2 separate regions of the Canis lupus genome follow, and region 1 is linked to region 2. The links are chromatin contacts, called in public Hi-C maps. All regions are on one chromosome and are shown on one strand. Each heading gives the region's core, a stretch centred on a gene start, on an enhancer-like site or on the middle of the called end of the contact. The rest is flanking DNA. Distances are from core to core; before and after follow the strand shown.

Region 1 (6,744 bases), core at 1,866-4,365, 37 kb before region 2:
CGGACGAGCTCGGCCGGGTGGTCAGCGATGATCTCGACCATGGTGCGGTTGTCGTGCGGCGGCCGCAACCGGGGCACCGCGGCCGCCGCTGCCGCCGCCGCCGCCGCCGCCGCCGCCTCCTGCTGCTGCTGCTGTTGCTGCTGCTGCTGCTGCTGTTGCTGCTGCTGCTGCTGTTGCGCAGCCACCACCGGGCTCACGTCGCTCATCTTGCCGGGCTGCAGGCTGCTGGAGGGAGGGCTGAAGCGCCGGCTGGTGCTCGGATCTACGGGAATACGCATCACAACAGCCACAAGTTAGCGAAGTGGCCGGGGGAGGGGGAGGAGGGTGGAAATGAGGGGCGAGGAGGAGGAAATTGGGGGGGTGGAGGCGAGACGGGGGGAAAGGGGATGGAGGTGATGGGGCCGAGGAGGTGAGAAATCAAGTTCGATGAAGCCGACTGCCGGGGAGTAGTCTGACGGGGGCCAGCGGCGGCGATGCGGAGCAGTCGGGTGGGCGGGTGGGCGGGCGGGGAGACCCGGGGGCACAGATCTTGCCGGAGCCTTCGGAACGCCCGCGGTGGCAGCTGAGAACCGGCGCGGGGATGCGTGCGGCCTGGGGCGGCGGGGGCTTCAGGTTGCAGCGCGGAGCGGGGTCCCTTGGGGCGCCGCGTCCTGGGTGCGCTGGCGCCCCCTCCCAGGTGGAGTCCGGTGGTGGATCGCGGTGGGCTCAGCAGTCCAGCCCCGGGCCGGCGTGGCCGCGCGCTGCCCGCCACCGCCGCGCCGCGCGCGCAGCTCCCCAGCTGCAGGCGTCCGCGTCCGCGTCCGCGCCCGCCCTCCCGCGCCGCCGCCTCCGCCGCCTCCGCCGCCTCCGCCGCGGCCTCCGCTCCCCCCGCGCCCGCCGCGCGCTCAGATTCCTGCCGCGGCGGCTGCCAGCCCGGCTCCCCGGCTCCGCTCCTTCCTCTCCTGTCTCCTCTTCTGGCCTTCTCCCGGCCACCTCCTTGCATCCACTGCCTCCTGCTCTGTGCACAGCGCCCCTGACCCTCGCGCGTCCAGGTGCCTGGAGGGGAGTCGCGGGCAGCGGACCTCGAGCCGGGGTGAGGCGCAGCCGCTGCCGCCGCCCGCCGGCCAGAGCGGGAGCCGGGGCGCAGCGCGCAGCTTCCGCAGCCGGAGAGGCGGCCCCGGCGGAGGGGAATCTCGCCTGATCGGTCCTCTCGCTGCTCCCCGACCCAGGACGAGGAACCCCCTCTTGGTCGCACGGGCTGAAGCCGAGACGCCAGAGAGCCGCGGGCTGGACTGACTGTCGTTATTTTTCGTTGTAACTTCAGGAGAGGAGGAAGGAAAATTCTTGAGCGGCTGTGCTGACTTCTCGGCACTCTTCACCCTTCCCCCACCCCACCCCCCACCTCTGCCGGAGCGGCTCCCAGGGGGGGAAAAAATGATTTTGCAGAGTTTGGGTGCTTTTTTGTCTTAAGTGACACAAAAAATTGGGGTGGAGAGGACACTCGTCAAATAGTTTTTAGAAACTCAAGTGGTTGGCTGGACACTTTTTCTTTCTATATTCAAACTTGTCGTTCCTAGAGAACAAGGATGAGTTTTTGGGGTTTGTTTTTTTTTTCTTTCTCTCTCTCTCTCTCTCTCTTTTTTTTTTTTTCTTTTCTTTTTAAGGACCGGAAAACTGTCAGTTGGATGATTAAAATTAGTTGCAAAAACCTTGCTGAGGAAAAACCCCAGCAGTTTTCCATGAATTTGAATCTTTTATTAAGTCTATTCTGCATCTAAAACTAAGTCTAATACCTTAACTTTCTTCCCCACCACTCCCGGGGGGGGGGGGAGGAATAAAAATACAAAATAAAGTATCCAAAATGCTTCATTGGCTATTTATTTATGTATTCATTTCCCAATGTGGGTTTAAAAAGCGACTTTGGATCCCCCAAAAAGTTGTGGTCGAGAGGATGAAGGAGCGCGGAAAAAAAGCGGCAGTTTTACCTAAAATGTGGTTTTTGGAGGCTGGGATTTCTAATGATTAGGTTTTTGTGGTTTATATAGACACGACTCTGGCTAAGGCGATCATTACGCTGATGAGAGTCAGAAGCACGTGGGTGTCTCCGACCAGCCTCAAACTCGGAACCTTCAAAACAAATAAAACAATGTGCGGCGCCCGCAGAAGCCGGAAAATCCGCTTGAGGCTATTGCACCCCCAAAAGGGGGACACAGGGCCCTTTCCCCTCCTTGCTGTATACTGCGACCTTCCTTGCTTCCTGTCAAACTCCTTTACACCTCCCTTTACACCTCGAAAACGTGTCTGCAAGAACAATCCTAGTTGCCAAAATCTCAAAGATTCCCAACAGGGTAGCTGATACCCATCATCAGTGATTTTACGAAATAAATGAAAAAACTTATAACACTTCGCCCTGGGAGTATTCTGGAATAAAGATAGTTGAGTCATCACTCATTCCCCCCACCCCCATCTTATTTAAAACAATTCTCGTGCCCATTAATTGGCGTTTTTACTGCCCACTCAGCGCGGATGCCTCTGTCACCCCGGTAGCGACCTGCCACGACCCTCTCCGGCCGGTTTTCCAGCCCAGCGTGCCCTCGCCCAGTGGGCGCCCGCGTCTGCGCCTCTGAAGGTGCCTGGAAGGGCTGAGGGGGCGCGGGGCGCGGGAGGGGGGGCCCGGGGCCAGTCACGGACTCTGGAGCCCATTTCAAGCGCACAGGGAACGTGGAGGCTGTCCTAATGTGACGGGAGGAGAGGCTTGCCCTCCAAGGAGAGGCGCCCGCGACAGAGGGGCCTCCACCCGCCGGGCGGACGGGTGGGGGCTGGGGTGCACGGGCGTGAGGCCTCGCGGGGGTCACTACGGAGCTCAGGGGACACTGCTCGGTCCTTCCTCCCCGGGGCTTCCTCTGCACCTTCTCTTTCTCCCTTCCCTACTCCACGCCTCCCTCCTGCGTCGCACCCTCTCCCAGGTTACTCTCCACCTTCCCGCCTCTCCCCAAAATACCCCCCCACCCAGAGACGCGCGCCTCCTCCGCGCGCCCCTCCCGCCTCCTCGGCCTTCCCACGGCCGCTTGCCACCCCGCGTGCCACATTCAGCGCCCCGCGCGATGACTCCCCCTCCCTAACCCACTCCTAGCCCCCGGCCTCCTGGCCTCCGGCCCCGGCGCCAGGGGATGCGAGACAACCCCCCTGATCGGAGGAACTGGACGCGCAGCGAGGAACCCAGCAGCTGTTTCCTGCGCGTGCGATTTTTAATTATCTTTTCCGTCACAGGGGAGAGCTCTAACCCTGGGCACCGCCGCGCAGCCTGTGCGCACAGGGTCGAGTGTTCCCCAGCCGCAAGCGGCCGTAACTGTAACCCCTCCAAAAAAAAAAAGAGAGAGAGAGAGAGAGACCACACCACATCCATGACTCTCCTACCTTACACACCTACTCGCATACACTGGGACATGCACTCTCCCATAGCCACATGCTGGCACTCAGGTACACACGCACACATGCACACACACACACACACACACACACACACACTCCAAGGTTGCTTGCTTTATTTTGGTTTGGTTCGGTTTGGTTTTATTTGGGGCATGTTGTACCACTGTCTAACGAAGACCTCTGACTTGTTTTGTTTGGGTTTTAAATGCGTAGGGGCTGCAAAGCAGGGAAAAAGTTACAGGAACTGGATTATATCCGTGGTCAAAGGGAGGTAGGAATTCAGTGACTACCCTCCTAGGCTGGTGATAGGAGGCTGTCCTTCTCCCAGGAAGTCCACAAGAACAGGGAACTCCCAGAAAATCTGAGGATGCTAAGTCAATATTTCAAATACAGGCGACCAGAGGGGCTTTTGCAAATAAATTCTAGAGCATTTTGAATTTAAGTAATCATATTGGAGAATTTTCCTTTCTTTCTGCCTCTGTTCTGTCCTGTCTTTGTTTTACTTGGAGGATATAGTAAAACATGCAGGCCTCAGTGGTTGGGTACCTTGACTGGGGATTTTCAAGGCGATTTAATCAATGGTGAGTTATTTATTTTAATTAATCATGTCCGGTAATTTAGCTTTTATAGCCTTCCTTGGGCATCTTCCCTCCATTTTATATTTCAGTGAAACTAATATAAGCAGCTCTTGGAAGTTACTGGTCTTGGATCCCTTAAAATATCCTACAGTTATTTATAATGTGGAAATGAAATTTTCCACTGAATACCCTAACATCGTTTCAGGTATCTGGCACAGCAGATTTTCAGTCTCCTTTCAAAAATATCCTCTTGGTGAACATTCACACTTTCAGCTGGAACCAACTGAGCCTGGAACTGATGATGTCTTGGCTCAGAGCGTTTTACTTAACAGAAGAAAACATTTTTACAGACCCCTAAACCAAACCTCTCCTGGTAATAGTAGGCACATAGGAAAACCATGAGATTTTTCATATGTGTATTTTCTGCTATAGTTTGCATGATCTCACTCTTGAGTTTAGATTTTCTTCTACCTCAAAATGTTCAGAACAAATCACTCACTAGATTCCTATTCCTACTCAGAAGTATTCATCTTTTCTGTTGTATATTATGGCATACAAAAGAACATACTTTTTTTCTGAAAATGTGGCTACTCTGGAAGACACAGGCATATGCTTTCCCCTCCATCTCTTTTAATATTTAATATAACCATTTAGTAACCACACCTGCCAATTCTGACTTGCCAGACAAAGAAAATGAGATGTAAAAGAGTCAAATTATTTATCTAGGAAAGGAACTGAATCCCCCAAACCAGGAACATAGCCCATACTTCTTCCATTCAGGTTTCATCTTATAACCTCTATAAATTATTTTATATATACTTTTCCTTGATGAAAAGTAAGAAAGTCACTCTAAAATCTTAAAATGGTTTTCAGTGGACCACCTGATAAAATGAGACAAACTCTCAAATGTGCATTAGAAAATCATGGACAGGGATGCCTGGCAGCTAAATGGTTGAACTGCTGCCTTCAGCTCAGGTTGTATCCTGCGGTCCTGGGTGGAATCCCGCATCAGGTTCCCTGCAGGGCTTCTCCCTCTGCCTATATTTCTGCCTCTCTGTGTGTCTCTCATGAATAAGTTAATAAAATATTTTTAAAAAATCATGGACATAGTGTTGATCAATAAAGTTCTGAATGTGTCATTGGGAAAACTTTATAAACAGAACCATCTTTAGAGAGTTTTTCCTTTGGGCTGTGATTGAGTGAACGCTACCCAGCCCTTGAGGAAGCAGCACTGCACTAGACCAGGAACTGTCCCACTACAGCCCAATGGCCAAATCTGGCCAGATGCCTAATTGTATAACCTACAAGTTATGAACAATTTTTTGCATTTTTAAATAGATGGAAAAACTAAAAGAAGAATAATATTATATGAACATGATATGAAATTCAAGTGTCAGGGTCCATGAATAAAGTTGTATTGGGACACAGCTATATTAATCTGATTTTGCATTTGTCTATAGCTGCCTTCACCTAAAACAGCAGAACTATGTAGTTGGGACAACAACTGTATGGCCTGCAAAGCCTAAAATATTTAATATCTGGGTTTTTTGCAGAAAAAGTTCACCAATCCTAAAATGAAAGGGGTGGTGGGACCCTGGTGATATGGGACAGCAGAAAGGGGTAGATATTAAAGAAGGCATTGGGATGGAGTCATGTATAAGGCCCAGATCAGGTTTTTGTTTTTCTTTTTAAGGGAAAATTGCTTTCTTTAACTTATTCTTTTCTGTATAAAATGTTAATCAATTAGACTAATTTTTTCCAGTTAATAATTTTGCATGTAGAAAGAAAAAGAGGAGTTAGTGCTTTTCCATGAGCTCCTTAAAAACCATTGTCATACACTCTTTATGCCAGTATCTTCCATTGCCCTTTCAGAGGCACATGAACCAAATCAATGAGAAAAGACCAAAGGAATTTCATGTAAAGTGAACATGAAAAAATAGGTGAAGACTTTAATAGGTTTATTCCATCTGTTTTACAGATGATTATACGAGAAACATAAATAAGCTTATCAAGAATCTTTTAGTATATAATAGTTTCACAAGTGCAATATATACTTTTAAGATAGTTCAATAATTTAAGATATCCCAAAGCTTTCAGACATATTTATCCATTTTGATTTTTTATTGTTAAATTCTACATGATCAGGATACCTGGATGGCTCAGTAGTTGAGCATCTGCCTTTGGCTCACGTCATGATCAGAGATCCAGTCCCACATTGGGTTCCCTGTTTGGAGCCTGCTTCTCCCTCTGCCTATGTCTCTGTCTCTCTGTGTCTCTCATGAATAAATAAATAAAATCTTTATAAATAAGTATATAAATAAATTCTACACCATCTTTTTTCCCTTTGTCAGCAGACCTATAATGCTTTGCATGGCCGTAACAACAGATGAAATGTTAGCATTCCCACAGGTCATTCTCAGGTATTGTCATAAAAGGGCTGACACTCGCCCCATGATCTTTCAGAAACACATTTATGGAGCATCTGTCTAATTGCTTTCCAGGAATGTCACTGTCTGAAGTGGCATGCATTGTGTTTGATTAAAATACCAATCTACTAAATGACATCCTATTTACTTAAAGACACCAGTGTAATTTCTAAAAGGTGTCTAATTTATTTTCCCAGAGTCAAGAAAAATGAAACTAATTTTTGGTATTTTGGTGTTAGTAATTGTCCTGTGGCAGTAGCAGAAGTAGTAGAAGTTTATAGAAGTCTGTGATGAAACATCTAAGAACACCCTAAAATTAAAGATTCCGTAGT
Region 2 (6,477 bases), core at 2,186-4,685:
TATTCTGTACTTTTGGGTAGCACAAATATGTGGAATGCTGAAGTTATTTTGTACCACTTTAACATCTATCCTTTGCTCATTCCTATTTTAAAGAAGCATAGAATTTTAGAGCTACAAGGTTTCAGTTCATTTGATTTGGTCACCTTATTCTACAGACATGACAAATGAGGCCCAACAACATTAAGTAACTCGCCCAGATACCACAGAACTGAGTAATCTTTTTGGTCAGAATAAGTTATTCTAAAAGTAAAGCACATTGGAATTGAAAAATCGTTCTCAATATCAGAAAGTCAGATAATTAACTGAATATAGCAACAATTGCAACCTGCAGTTCTACCCCATTTATTTCCAAGGTGATTATATAAACACTGGAAGTCTAGGGCAAAGATAGCAAAGAACATAGTAGTTAATAAGAAAGAGCTTCCTTCAGGTATCCTAATAAATAAGGGTTATGGATCCCAAAAGAATAAGAACTTGCAGGTCACCTGAAGTAAACTGTTCTTATGATATCCCTATGAGGAGAAGAGACCACTTCATCATAGAGATTCCATATTAGGCATAGTTGCCACTATCTGGAGAATTAGGGTTTCTTTCATTCTTTAACCTCCTCATTTTTAGGATGCCAAATTACTTAGATATCTGTGCTTTCTTTTGCACTAGTGACTCTACATGAAGGTTATTATGCCAAACAAATGTGAAAGTCTATGGTAACAATGCTTCATTTTCCTTTAACAGCTTTGTTTAAGGGATAGAGACATTTTTGTGGTGTGATGCATTCACTTGGTCTCCTGGCATTTTCTCCACATGCTTTGGAAATCAAGTATTTTTCTGAGGGGTGGTAGTCGTGAATGTCTGAATTTCAGCAACAGCTTCATTGTTTTAGCTTTGTTATAATTAAGATACCCTAGCAGCGTCAATAGTTTAGGATACTTGATATTAATCTAAGGGAGGATATTTTGACCCTTTGTGTACAGCAGTGCTCTCCAACTACAAACGAAATTATGGCTAAATCAAAAATTTAAAATGGATTTTAATAGATTCCAGGAGGTAGGAACACTAGGATAAGTCATGTGACTTCAAAGCTAAGGTCTCTGCCAACTGCACAATTCATAATTTCCTAAGAGTGAATTTTTGAGTTCTCTCTACCAGCGCCTGGTTTAATTCAGTTTCCTTTCTCTGTGGCTCACTTTCATGAACTCCTGTTGCATGTGATAATATGTAGATTAGACACCAGTAGCCTGAGAGTAAGATGTGGGTTCTATTCTGAAAAGCTAGGTCAAATCTGGCCTCCACATGATGCAGGTAAAACTCCCGTACAAGTACTATGGCAACATTAACTGAATGTAGTTTTAATTGAAACGATCTGCTTTGGGTTATAATTCCTTATATGTAATATCAATTTTTCTCTTAATTATTTTCTAGGTAACATACTTGAAAAGGGTTTTCAACTACTGCATAAATTGGATTTGCTTTGTAAGAAATTGTAACAATTCTTACTTTCCCTTCCTTATACTCTACACTTTGCCCAGCATTGCATCAGGCCCTGATTTACACATTATGATGAACTCTGACATCCTAAATATATTTATTATCTTGGAACTTTATTTGGCAAATAGTAAAGTGTTGGGGATATTAAAAAGAACTACACACAAAACTAACTGTAGACTCAACTATGACCCAGAGGAAATAATGAAATAAGTTGCTATTTTTAAAAATGTAAGCAATTAGGGCAGCCTGGGTGGCTCAGCGCTTAGTGCCTGCCTTCGACCCAGGGCACGGTCCTGGAGACCGGGGATCAAGTCCCACGTTGGGCTCCCTGCATGGAACCTGCTTCCCCCTCTGCCTGTGTCTCTGCCTCTCTCTCTCTCTCTCTCTCGCTCTGTGTCTCTCATGAATAAATAAATTTAAAAAAATATTAAAAAAAAAGAATAAATAAATAAAATAAAAAAGTAAGCAACTAGAAAGAAAAGATGGTCAGAACAGAGATATTCATAAGCGAGAAAGTAACTGGAGCAATAATGCCTTGAAAGACTTGATGAGGATTAGTAGTTGAATTTCTGTGAAGCACTTTATATTTGACGTCCCAGGAGTGGACTTAAGCATGGATGCTAACTCAGTTTTCTTCCCTAAACAGCTGAAAATAATGTTAAAAATAAGACTTCCTGTACTGAAGTAATTGACCGTTGTATTAAAGAGCTCCATCGGCATCCCTCAAATGGAGAGCACAGGACAGGTGGTTCCAAAGTGGACGTGCAAGATTTAAAAATGAGGAACAGGGGATCCCTGGGTGGCGCAGCGGTTTAGCGCCTGCCTTTGGCCCAGGGCATGATCCTGGAGACCCGGGATCGAATCCCACGTCGGGCTCCCTGCATGGAGCCTGCTTCTCCCTCTGCCTGTGTCTCTGCCTCTCTCTCTCTCTCTCTGTGTGACTATCATACATAAATAAAAAAAAAAAAAAAAAAAAAATGAGGAACAGGCCAAAATCCCAAGGAAAAATAATAAAATAGGATCATCCCCAAACAACAACAAACCACCCCCTGATACAGAAAGAAGATTTCAAAGATAAAAACGTGGTGGTTAGGGGATCCCTGGGTGGCGCAGCGGTTTCGCACCTGCCCTTGGCCTGGGGTGTGATCCTGGGGACTCAGGATCGAGTCCCACGTCGGGCTCCCTGCATGGAGCCTGCTTCTCCCTCTGCCTGTGTCTCTGCCTCTCTCTCTCTCTCACTGTGTGCCTATCATAAATAAATAAAAAATTAAAAAAAAAATAAAAAAGCAAAAGTGGAGGTTAGACGCCCGAACCCGGTACCATGAGGCCGGCGGCCGGAGCGAGGTATTCCCTGGGGCCCACCAGCAGGTCCCAGCGCCTCTCCGGGGATCCTGCGGCAGAGGCAGGGTGGGGAGCGGGCTCTGCAGGGCCTGCGGAACACGCGGGCGGCGCCGGCCCTCGGGGGAGCCAGTCTTTTGGAGGTTCCCCTCCCCCCTGCCGAAAGCACAGTCCGGGTAAGACCCCACTTCACCCCCATTCCTAGGCAGAAGCTCACACCCGCCAATCTCTGCCCGGAAGCTGCAAGCAAGCTTCCAGCGGAGGTCACTCAACCGCTCGAAAATCCGAGCCCGCTCAGCTCCGTTCTTCAACAACCGCCGGGGCCTCGAGCCGCCTTCGACGCTTCCCCCCGCAGGCCCCGCTGGGCGGCCGCCGCCGGGACGCCCGGCCCGCCGCACCGGAAGCGGCCGCGGCTGCGCCCCGCGACGCCCCGCCCCCAGCGAGCGTGGCGGAAGTGGCTCGCTCGGGGAAGGAGACCGCGGCCGCCTGGCCGAGCGCGCATGCGCTAGCGCCGCGCCCGCGCAGCTGGCGGTGGGGGCGTCCGCCGCGCTCCCTCCTCGTGTCCGCGGCCCCCGCCCCGCGGAGAGTCGGGCTCACGCCATCTTGTGCCCCCTCCCCCCCAAACCCCTGCCCCGGGCTGAGCCACTTTCTGCTTTTCGACACTCTCAGCCCTCCACCCCGCCCCCTTTCGTAGCGTGTCCCGGGCGCCGCCGCAGAAACCGCAGCATCTCTCCCCACCCTGTCCACGCGGGACGCGCAGCCGTGCCTACAGTGTTAGAGCGGAGGTTGTAGGGGCGCGGGGGGGGAGGGAGGCGGGGCGGGCGGGGAGAGGTCTGCCAACCGGGAGGGACGGCGCGCGGCAGCCCCGCGCCTGGGGGCCCCGCCCCGGCCCCGGCCCCGGCCCCGGCCCCGGCCCCGGCCCCAGCCCCAGGGCGGCTGCGGGGGAGGAAGGGGCGCTTTGGGGACCGGGCCCAGGGAGACGCTGCCCGGCTGGGCCCGGTCCTCCCGCCGGCGGGGAGCAGCCTCTTGACTCCTCCCCGTGGGCGGGCGGGCGCGGGGCGCGGGGCGCCGGCTGGGCTGGGCTGCGCTGGGCTGCGTTAGGGACCTTGGGCGCTCCTCCAGCTCGCGAGCTGCCGGGTAGACTCCTGGGGAAGGAGCGTTAGGGAGCGTTAGTAGGGGGGTCCGTCCCGGGAAGCCTGTGCCCCCACCGGTGCCCCCTGCGGGAGCTCTTGAGCTCGCATCTGGCCGACGGTCCGCTCTGCGCACGGGGTGGTAACAGCGCGGTTCTGAACCGTCGGCCTTATTGGGGGGAACAGCACCGGGCACTGACCCGATGTTAACTGCCATTGATTCTGGTCTCCCGTGTTTTAAGACCTTCCGAACGACTGTTTTCTAAATTAGAAATCAATACGCTCGAAGGTTTGATGAGCCGGGGTGAGACTTCTAGGAAGAGTGAACACCTGACGCTCAGAGAGGACACTAAGGTGCATCGTGACTGTGCACGCGGATACATTAGCGTCACTCGGCGAGGCTGCTACACAACAAACTTGAAACTGTTTCGTTTGAAAGAAATTAGTATATGTTTATCTGGGAGGAAAGGACCTGAGGTCTTAGTAAATGTTAGGAGTTAGAACTCAGGAAACGGAATTGAGTTAGCTGTGCGGAGATGTACTTGAAGGGCAAACTGAGGACGGATCTCCTGGAATTTCTGGTGGATGTTTCAGAGACTGGGTTTGATTGGATAGGATGAACAGGGTTTTTGATGGGGCTTTGCAAAAGGAGATGCACTTCATTGTACCTCATTATTGCAGACTTATTTCTGGGAATCTTGAAGCAGAGATCTAGAGCAGCCTAAGTTGGGAGCACCCTAAGTCTAGAGCAGCAGTGTCCAATATTGTAGAACTTTCTGCCATGTTGGAAATATTCTGTAGACTGTGCTGTACTAAGACCGTATCCACTAGCCTCAGGTGGCTCTCGAGCACTTGGATAGTGACTAGTAGTGCATTGAGGAATTTAATTTTAAAATTTAGTTTCAATTAACTTAAATATAAATAACCACGAGTGGCTGGTCCTTGTTGGACAATATAAGCTTAGAATTTAAATTTAGACTTTGAGACCCCTTCTGATTCTTGACTTGGTCGAGTTATAAGTGAAAGAAGCCGAGTCTTGGAATGTTTGTTGCCATAGGGAATCCTAATTATATTCAAATAATGCCTTTTGCTCAAATATTATAGTTAAAAGCATGGGTCTGTTAGTACTTATTTACAGCTTGACAAATTAAACTCATTCTTTTGACTCCTTAGGTGGTTCAGCTAATGCCAGATTCATCTGGAGAGCCATAGCAATACTAACTGACATTTCTTTTAATCATTATTGTACCAAATTGTGACCATGGATTTTCACTATCTTCTATCATTTTGGTTAGGTTTAATGAAAACTTTTCACGTTTTATTCATTTTTTTTTCCATTTGAAAGATGGGGTTTTAAAAAAAACAACTTTTGTATGATAAAGCAAATTGATAGTCTGTAGTAGTAGCCTTTGAACATTGGGCCATTTTATTTATTTTTTTTGCTAAAGATTTTATTTGAGAGAGGGCTCAAAGTGGGGGGAGGGAATTGAGGGAGGGGGAAAGCAGACTCCTGGCTGAGCAGGGACCTGGACTCCACTCAGAGCTTGATCCCAGGACCCTGAGATGAGGACCTGAGTGGAAGGCAGGTGCTTAAAGGACTGAACCACCCAGGTGCCCCAGCATTGGGCCTTTTTAGAAATAATTTTGTGGTCATTGGTATTCAGAACTTTTGAAGAGATAACTCTGAAACTGGTATTTGTAAAATTTCTTTCTTTGAGGGCAGCCCGGGTGGCTCAGCAGTTTAGCGCTGCCTTCAGCCCGGGGTGTGATCCTGGAGACCCGGGATCAAGTTCCGCATCAGGCTCCCTGCACAGAGCCTGCTTCCCCCTCTGCCTGTGTCCCTGCCTCTCTCTCTCTGTGTGTCTCTCATGAATAAATAAAATCTTAAAAAAAAAAAAAAAAAGAAATATGTAGGCTGTTTTTTTTTTTTTCTTTTTAAAGCAAATATCTGTAGAGTTCAGTTTCAGAATAAAACTTAAAAAAATACATTTTTTAATAGATAGCACCCTTAACTCTGGCCTGGTGCCTGTAAAATGGTGTCCTTGATCTCAAGGCTAAAAGATCGTCATTAGATCTGAGCCAAAAACTTAAAGCTCATGGATTAAGCATGTACAGAGAATAGCCTATATCATACAAATCAGGATGGGTTGCTCTTATATAGGGTGATTGTATACCCCACCTTCCCTGCGACAGTCATTATTTAGACCCTGTTTTTCCGGGTATAATTATTAATAGAGCCCCTTTCATATAAAAAATGTCCCAGTTGGTATCACATATGATCACCCTACTTTTATTCTTGTTGAAATTTGTAATATGTAATTTTAGGAGGATTAACCATATTGCAGTCTCACAAATGTACTAAAGTATTGAGAGAATTATTGCTTATGTGCTCAAGTAATAGATAAGAAATCTAGAATAAGGCCAGCAAGTGACCTGTCCATTTAAGCTGCTGGTAATTAAACATTTTTTCTTTTCTCCTTATGTTAGATGGAAATCTTGGGCAGCTTGAATTTTGGTTTTC

The links. A called contact is a pair of places that touch in the nucleus more often than the background predicts.
Region 1: a Hi-C map of skin fibroblasts shows a contact between it and region 2, with 2.2 times the contacts expected there. The contact joins the enhancer-like site here to the promoter of SUPT3H in region 2. A contact is called at or near these places in 2 of 9 Hi-C or Micro-C datasets (blood and skin fibroblasts).

The regions. Positions count from the first base shown.
Region 1 is chr12:13,914,567-13,921,310 of UU_Cfam_GSD_1.0, reverse strand. It overlaps RUNX2 (runt-related transcription factor 2), which reads right to left. Exons shown (of 8, transcript XM_038554219.1): 3 at 1-262. Among named protein-coding and RNA genes, the nearest start is that of SUPT3H, 37 kb to the right of the region's middle. Within about 2 kb of position 3,115, at least 7 of the 20 cell types and tissues checked have an H3K27ac peak or open chromatin away from gene starts, as enhancers often do.
Region 2 is chr12:13,878,303-13,884,779 of UU_Cfam_GSD_1.0, reverse strand. It overlaps SUPT3H (transcription initiation protein SPT3 homolog), which reads left to right and starts at 3,435. Exons shown (of 12, transcript XM_038554227.1): 1 at 3,435-3,611. The region is part of intron 2 of RUNX2 (runt-related transcription factor 2); the gene reads right to left.